Regions from separate parts of the Callithrix jacchus genome. Here region 2 is linked to region 1. The links are chromatin contacts, called in public Hi-C maps. All regions are on one chromosome and are shown on one strand. Each heading gives the region's core, a stretch centred on a gene start, on an enhancer-like site or on the middle of the called end of the contact. The rest is flanking DNA. Distances are from core to core; before and after follow the strand shown. Region 1 overlaps EXOG (exo/endonuclease G). Region 2 overlaps LOC118148843 (a long non-coding RNA gene).

Evidence for each region. A called contact is a pair of places that touch in the nucleus more often than the background predicts.
Region 2: a contact with region 1 is called in a Hi-C map of skeletal muscle, with 5 times the contacts expected there. The contact joins two enhancer-like sites. A contact is called at or near these places in 2 of 3 Hi-C or Micro-C datasets (both in skeletal muscle).

What each region holds. Positions count from the first base shown.
Region 1 is chr17:76,377,825-76,381,618 of calJac240_pri, forward strand. The region is part of intron 5 of EXOG (exo/endonuclease G); the gene reads left to right. Among named protein-coding and RNA genes, the nearest start is that of EXOG, 25 kb to the left of the region's middle. Within about 2 kb of position 1,932, at least 2 of the 16 cell types and tissues checked have an H3K27ac peak or open chromatin away from gene starts, as enhancers often do. A contact at or near this core is called in skeletal muscle, where this site is marked.
Region 2 is chr17:76,703,649-76,707,442 of calJac240_pri, forward strand. It overlaps LOC118148843 (a long non-coding RNA gene), which reads left to right. Exons shown (of 3, transcript XR_004735859.3): 3 at 1,836-2,027. Among named protein-coding and RNA genes, the nearest start is that of SCN10A, 38 kb to the left of the region's middle. Within about 2 kb of position 1,748, at least 6 of the 16 cell types and tissues checked have an H3K27ac peak or open chromatin away from gene starts, as enhancers often do. A contact at or near this core is called in skeletal muscle, where this site is marked.

The DNA of each region.
Region 1 (3,794 bases), core at 682-3,181:
TGCTTGCTTACAACTATACTCTGAACCTTATTTTAGGAGGTTGTACCCAATAAAAGGGCTTATTTAGTTTTCTGTCCAGGCAATGAAGCATATATGTGTTTTTACTTTGGAGGAAGTAAAGCAAATGAACTGGCATTTATTGAAGGCCAGGTATACCAGGCAGTATGTAAGTAGCTTTATATACGTGTCTCCTTCAGTCTTCACTACATTCCTTACAAAAAAATAGTGGTTATTCTCTCTAATAGACAAGGAAATCAAGGCTTTAAGGATGAAGTCTGAGGCATATAGCTTGTAACTGTCAAAGAGAACATCCAAACATGAATCTGTCTGACAATTGCCAGTTATTCATGGTGCTATTCTTTGAAGCTCTCAAGTTTATAGTAAATGAATTGCTGTGCTGTTCATATACAAAAGCTTAAGTTTAGCAGTTCATAAAAGATGGTGTGGAGAGATAGCAGTTGCAAGTGATATTTGCTGGCATGCAAAAATAACAGAAAATGGGCCAAGAGGAGGATTCCTTATAGCCAGGCAGAAATGTCTGTTAGAATATGTAGGAAAGGATCACATCATTATAGAACTTGAGTGAATGTGAGCCGGAGGGAAGATTCGTAGCAGTGATTTTATCAGAAGTGAGTCATCTGACAGCTCTAATCAGAGTCACCCCCTTTATTATAGCTGAGGTCATCCATGTGCTTTCCCCCTTTATTAGAGCTAAGTTCATCCATGTGCTTTCCCCCTTTATTATAGCTGAGGTCATCCGTGTGCTTTCCCCCTTTATTATAGCTGAGGTCATCCGTGTGCTTTCTCTGATGTTCCTGTTTCAAGAAGAGATTGATTCCAGACAAGTGAGACATACCTGAAGATTCTGGCGTGGACATTATAAATGGCCTGACAAGAAAGTGAGCTTCAGATTTTAGAACTTGGTGGTGGTGGTAATGTTAGAAATATTTAACAATCTGTGTTGTTTTATAGCAGTACTTTGCAAACTTCCACTGTACTAACCCTAAGGGGAGGAAATTTTGTTTTGTTTTTTTTTGAGACGGAGTTTCGCTCTTGTTACCCAGGCTGGAGTGCAATGGCGTGATCTCGGCTCACCGCAACCTCCGCCTCCTGGGTTCAGGCAATTCTCCTGCCTCAGCCTCCTGAGTAGCTGGGATTACAGGCACGCGCCACCATGCCCAGCTAATTTTTTGTATTTTTAGTAGAGACAGGGTTTCACTATGCTGACCAGGATGGTCTCGATCTCTTGACCTCGTGATCCACCCTCCTCGGCCTCCCAAAGTGCTGGGATTACAAGGGGAGGAAATTAAAAGTGCTCTCAGGAGTCTTGAGACATCACCTGGAGATACAGGAGTAATATATATATTTGTAAGTCTCTTGCTTTATATTTAGGGAATGCTTTTGTTCATTTCCATATCTGTTTTAATGAAAGTTAAATTATTTTACTGGTTGTCTCCCTACCCTTACCCTAATCTTCAAGTACTACTGACAGCCTAGAAAGAGGGTGCTTGTGCTACCGTAACGTAGCAGCCTCCTCCTACCCTTTAGCCCGGAGCAGGTACCCAGCGTGAGAGGTACCGTCTTCCAGGCTTTCTGCTGCCACGCAAGCATCTCCTGAGGACTTACAAAGAACACAGGGGGCACCACATTCTTGTTGACTTTACCACACCTTGTGACCCTCACTTTTCTTGTTCCTTCTCCCACTCCGGTTCGGATTTGTTGTTTATCAGACTCCCGTGGTTTCTTTCTTTCACTTGATTGGCATGACTTTTCAAGGGCTTGGTCTCTTGATCTGTCGCTCTAGTTTTATTTTTGGAGTTTCTTTTTTTGTCTTACCCGGGGAATGTAACCAAATATATCTGTCTGATTCTAGCAGGTACATACTTTTTCCTCTCGATGCTGCTTAATAGTTTATTGGAGGCACAGTTACTGTATGTAGGACCTTACAAATGGCAGGCTCAATGTGATATTGTTTGTTGTGGGTCTCTTCTGGGGCTGGGTGGCACGGGTGGTGGTGGCAAATTGTCATTTCTGTCTCTTGGATGGGAGGGAACAAGCTCAGGCCAGCATATAAGAAAACTAGCTTCAGGCTGCGAATGAGTGCCAGCTTATGCATTGTATTTTCTGGTTAACTCCCAGTTGACTTCCAGTTTTTGCTCAGTATTGCGTAGAGTTCAGGGCAGCTTGGTGGTTCAGAAGCAGCAAGGATTTCCTTTGCATTATATTTTCATACCTAAATCTTACATGAAAGGGGTTGTTTGCTGACTCTCTGATTAACTAGACTTGGTTTATGTGAAGCCTGAGTCCTGTTCTGGACATCATTTGTGCCCAAGTTGCTTTCTCCCCTGAAGCCTGAATGTTGACTTGTAACTAGTCTAATCTCGCTTCATTACACGTTTCCCACTATCCCCCTGTAAAACCGACTTTTGTACCAAATGCAGTTGTATCTTTTGAATGATGTTCATTACAAAAATAGCTTTTTATATAGGTCTTATAGATTTTGAAAATTTTTTTAACGAACATGTCATTGTATCTTCATAATCATTCCATCAGAGAGGCATTTATAAAACAGAAAATAGCAGTCTACCCATGGAGATAGCCATCATGTATTTTATAAATGAAAAAACAGGAAATGGGTGGACGTGACTTGCAGCTTAGTGAAAGCCAGGTCTGACCAGCCCTCTGGGCTTCCAGCCCGCCAAACCTCTACTAGTGTTTAGAAACATTTCTGGAAGTCTCCCAATTTTTCCGAAAGTAGAAAAAAATTATTATGTAGGTTGAGTTATCTTTAAAGAAGACAGCTCTAAAATATTTTAAGATTGCTTTTTTTAAGTGTCTTAAATTTAAGGAAGAAACTGTTTTTTTTCCCTGAATATCCAACTAGGACCTGTCCCTGCATTAGACAGATTAAAGATGTTTGCTTCCTAAGAGCAGAGCAGACAATCAGAAAAGAGATGAAAAGAGATGAGTGATGGCCAAGTTTTTATTTTTCTCCTTAGTTCTAGGGATAGTATTTTACCCCTTTGAAATATTGTGAGGTGGTCATGGGTAGAAGGATCACATCTGTGGTTCCTAATAGGAATTTCTGTGTCCATGAGGTTTCTCAAAAGTAGAATCGAAGTCCCCTAGCAATTTTAAGAGTTTTTTTTTTTTAGAAAAAAAAGGAGAGAAGGAAAGAAAGAAAAAAAAAGGAGTGAAGGAGAGGAAGAAAGAGGAAGAAAAAGAGGGAGAGAGAACGGGAATGTTGCTTTATACTAAAAATGGGTATTGAAAACCTCTTATGCCAATAATTGTGCTTAATAATGGCCGATCGATATTTCATTTAAACGTATGAGTAGGTGCGCTGTGGTACTGACAAGAATGTATATTTTGTGTCTTTAAAGTGGAGAGCTCTATAAATATTTATTAAGTTTACTTGTTCTGGATCTGACTTCAAGTCCTGGATATCCTTATTAATTTTCTGTCTCGTTGATCTATAAGTCTCCCACTATTATTGTGTGGGAGTCTAGGGAGTCTAAGTCTCTTTATGGCTCTTATGTATCTGGGTGTTAGGCTCGCTAGCTCTTCTTGTTGCATTGATCCTTTTACCACTATATCTTTGTTGCTTTAAAATCTGTTTTATCAGAGGTGAGAATTGCAACTCCTGCTTTTTATTTATTTATTTTTGCTCTCCATTTGGTTGGTAAATCTTTCTCCATCCCTTTGTTTCGAGTCTTTATGAGTTTTTAAACACCTGTAGAAATGACAGATTTCCGTAAAGTAAAGCTGGAGAACTGAAAATGCCAAACGTCTTT
Region 2 (3,794 bases), core at 498-2,997, 330 kb after region 1:
ATAGTGTGATATGCAGAAGTTGGTGCTTCAGGGATGATGCCGCAGATCCATGATTCCATCTGCGCTCACGCTGTTTTCATCTTCCGACTCTGCCATCTTTAAGACATAGCTTCTATTCTTTAGAGTACCTCATAGACGCAAGATGGCTATTGGAGTCCCACCCTCACATCTGAATTCCAGGCAGCAAGAAGTAAGAGAAGGTGAAGGATACAAGAGCATATACCCACTGATTTTTCTTCTTCTTTGGCCAGAACTTAGTGAAATTCCATTCCTAGCTTCAAGGGAGAATAGAATTTTCAGTTATTAAAGCTGGGCACTTTGATGCCTCCAGGAAAATCAGATTTCTTTTAACAAGAAAAAGGGGGGAATGTATATGAAGCACACTCTCCGCCCTCTTTGCCACAGCTTTGCTTCGCCTTGGCCTGGCTTTGGTCTCTGTAGCCAAAGGCAACCCTGGGAAGCATTTCCACAGAAACTAAGCCGTAAGTGACGTCCGCTATCAGAAATCTTTAAAAAAAAGTCTGTCACTGTTCTAAACTTTTTCTCTTTCAACAGCAGTCTTAACCGCACAGCTCTTCTCTAGGCGACCTCAGGTAGGAAAGCAACTGGGCATGTGGGAAATAGATGCCTCTGGCTTGGCTGTGCCCTTTGATGGCTGTGAGCCTCAGGGAAGGGAAATGCATGTAACAGCCAGTCATAGAATATTGATGCTTCCTGATGTCACCAAGCCAATGCTCTTACTGCCTGTCTTAGTCTGCTTTGTGCCGCCATAACAGAATATCCAAGAGTGGGCAATTTATAAAGAACAAATGTATTTCACTGCAGCTCTGGAGGCTGGGAAATCCAAGATTAAGATGCTGTCATCTGGTGAGGGCTTTCTTTCTGTGTCATCGCATGGTGAAAAGGCAGAGAGAGAGAAAGGCCAAAGGGGGTTGAATTCACCCTTTTGTAAGGGCATTAATGTCACCTGTGAGGGCAGAGCCCTCGTGGCCTAACCACCTCTCAAAAGTATGCGTTTTAGTACTGTTACAGTGGCAACTAAATCTCAACACAAGCTTTGGAAGGGACAAACCATAGCATTGCCATTGTCTGGGACCTTATTACTCAAATGGGGTCCGTGTACCGACAGCATTGGCACCACCTGAGAGCTGCGACAAAGTCAAGATTCTCGGCTCACCACAGATCTACTGAATCACACTCTGTGTTTTAACAAGATCCTGGGTGAATCATGTGCATGTTAAAGTTTGACTTCCCTAAAGGGCTGGGGCCTGTATCATAAGTGAGGTGACAGGAGGCAGGTGAGCCTACCTGAAACACTTCCTCCAGCCTGATTTAAGCATCAGGAGAAAGCCACACTCCTGCTCTGGGCTCAGTCTTTCCACCTGTAACATGAGGAGTCTGGCTCAGATTCCTGCTTCATAAATTGTAGTGTTGGACCCGCTTTCATCTCATCAGCTCTCAATGCTCTGTGTGCCCTGGAGTGAGAGAAATCAAAGTAACTTAGGCGACTGGTTCCAAGGTCCCAGACTGTGGTGTGAGTGATGGGAGACGGCTGATCCCTGCAGCTCTGTGACCTGGGCTGAGTGGAGGTAAGCTCTGGAAGGCTCAGTGCCTGGCAGACCACAGGGTCAGGGAGCAGCGAGTGTGGTGAGCTGAGCAGCCAGTACTGTCTGTGCCTGGGCTTGGACTGGAGTGGGGATCAGGCTTGGGGATTCCTCCAAGCCTGGTACTTTGCTGGAGCTAGATGGGTACCTGAAGACAGAAGCAGGAGCTGCAGGCGGGGACCTGGGGATGGCTCTCGATGGTGCCTTCCATATTCCCTTCTCTCTCTCCAGGGTAGCTGGGCACACCTGAGGTGCATCAGTGAGCAGCGAGCACACCAGAGTCGACATCTCCTGCATTTTCAGCAGCAGAAGGGAGTGCAGCCTACTTCACCAGTCTGCTTGCCACCGAACACTTGGCTGTTAAAAAAGAGCCCTTTAAAACCGTTTGATGTTTTGGACTAAATAAAGCTATGCTCCCACTCCAATTGAGCTTATAATGGAGTCTAATTTTATAAAGGAGCCAATTAATGGCTTTGTAAATATAAATGAAAGGATCCCTGCCTTTTCTCTTGACCAAAAGGCCACAGAAGTAAGTCCTGTAAAAATGTCAAATTTTGCTCTAAAGAATGGCAGGACTTCCTCAATGAGAATAACAGGAAATGACTCACAGAGGGCACCCTGAGGCCGCACAGCCATACAAAGGGCCCCCTGTGTTAGTGCCTGGCTGCTGGCCCTGGCCAACTGCAGAGAGGAAAGTGTCCCGCCCACGATGGGGGACGCTGCCCATCTCCTCTAGGCGGGGCTCCTCAGTGGGGCCCCGGGGACTGCTGGCATGCTGGCTTGTAGAGATGAACAATACCGTGAGGCTGAGAGCTGGAGAGAGTCAGGATTTGGTGCCTCAGGGAAAACTCATCTGGAAATAATGCTAAATTACTCACACAGAACTATCAGTCTAGGGACTGTTACCTGTACTGGTCTCTCTCTAGCTCTCATCTCCATCCCACTGGACGACTTAGGTAGGGTTCATTGCACAACAGGTGGAGTTCCAGAAGATGCCTCTCCTAATTTCTTGTGGACTAACTCAGGCCTGAATCTTTTATTCTGCCATCTAGCTCCGTGTCTGCCTTCCCTTTCCTTCTCTTCTTCCTTTTCTCCTCTAACCCTTTGGCTCTATTCCCTCCCGGGCCCCCGGCTCTGCCCTTTCCAAGACTCTCCTTGAGCATGGGGGCGCCTCCTTGGACCTCCCAGATCTTCAAGTGATGAGTCGGAAGACATTCAGAGGGAAGACACCGTGCAATCATAGCACTGTTAAAATGTTGAACTTTTTCTCTTGCACTGGTTAAGTGACAGCCATGGTGAGCCTCTATATGAATCAGAAAGCAGAGTCTGTCTCAGATGGTTCAGGAAACTTTAGTAAAGTGACTATTTCTAGAAGTATAGATGGAATTACATTAATTGTCTACTGCTACGTAACGAATCACCCCAATACATTACAGCTTAAAGCGACAACTATTTATTATCTCTCACAGTTTCCAAGAAGTGAGAATTTGAGAGTGGCTTAGCTGGGTGGTTCTGGCTCGGGGTCTCTCACAAGGCTGAAGTCCAGCCGTCTGCAGGGCTACGGGCATCTCAAGTCTTCTCATGATGAGATGGGAACTGCAGGATCTGTTTCCAAGCTCACTTTGGGGATTGTTGACAAATTTCACTTCCTTGCTGGCTATTAGTTAGATTTCTTTCTTTCTTTCCTTCTTTCTCTCTCTCTCTCTCTTTTTCTCTCTCTCTCTCTCTTTCTTTCTTTCTTTCTTTTTTGCCATGGGGGCGTCTCCACAGGGCTACTCACAACCTGGTGGCCTGCCTTCCCCAGAGTGAATGATCCAAGAGAAAGCAAGCCAGAGGGTAAAGACAGAAGTCTCAGTCTGACACCCCCATCACTACTGCTGTCTGCCTCAAACCAAGTCATACGAAACAAACCAGGGACAATGTGGGAGAGACTATTCAAGGGGGATGAATAGCAGGAGGCAAAGACCCGCAGGGGCCATCCCGGAGACTGGCTACCCAGGAAGTAAGGATGTTAGGCACTCAGAGACTAGCAGTAGCTGGAGACCATTTCCATCCTTAGACAGGAAGGGGAATAGGGAAGACAGCGCTGCTAGAGCCCAGGAAAGCTGGAACAATGAAAAAAAGAGTGCAGGACAGGATTTGTAGTGCTGGAGGAGCTGCCAAAAACACAGCCTGGAGCAGCGAGGAAGC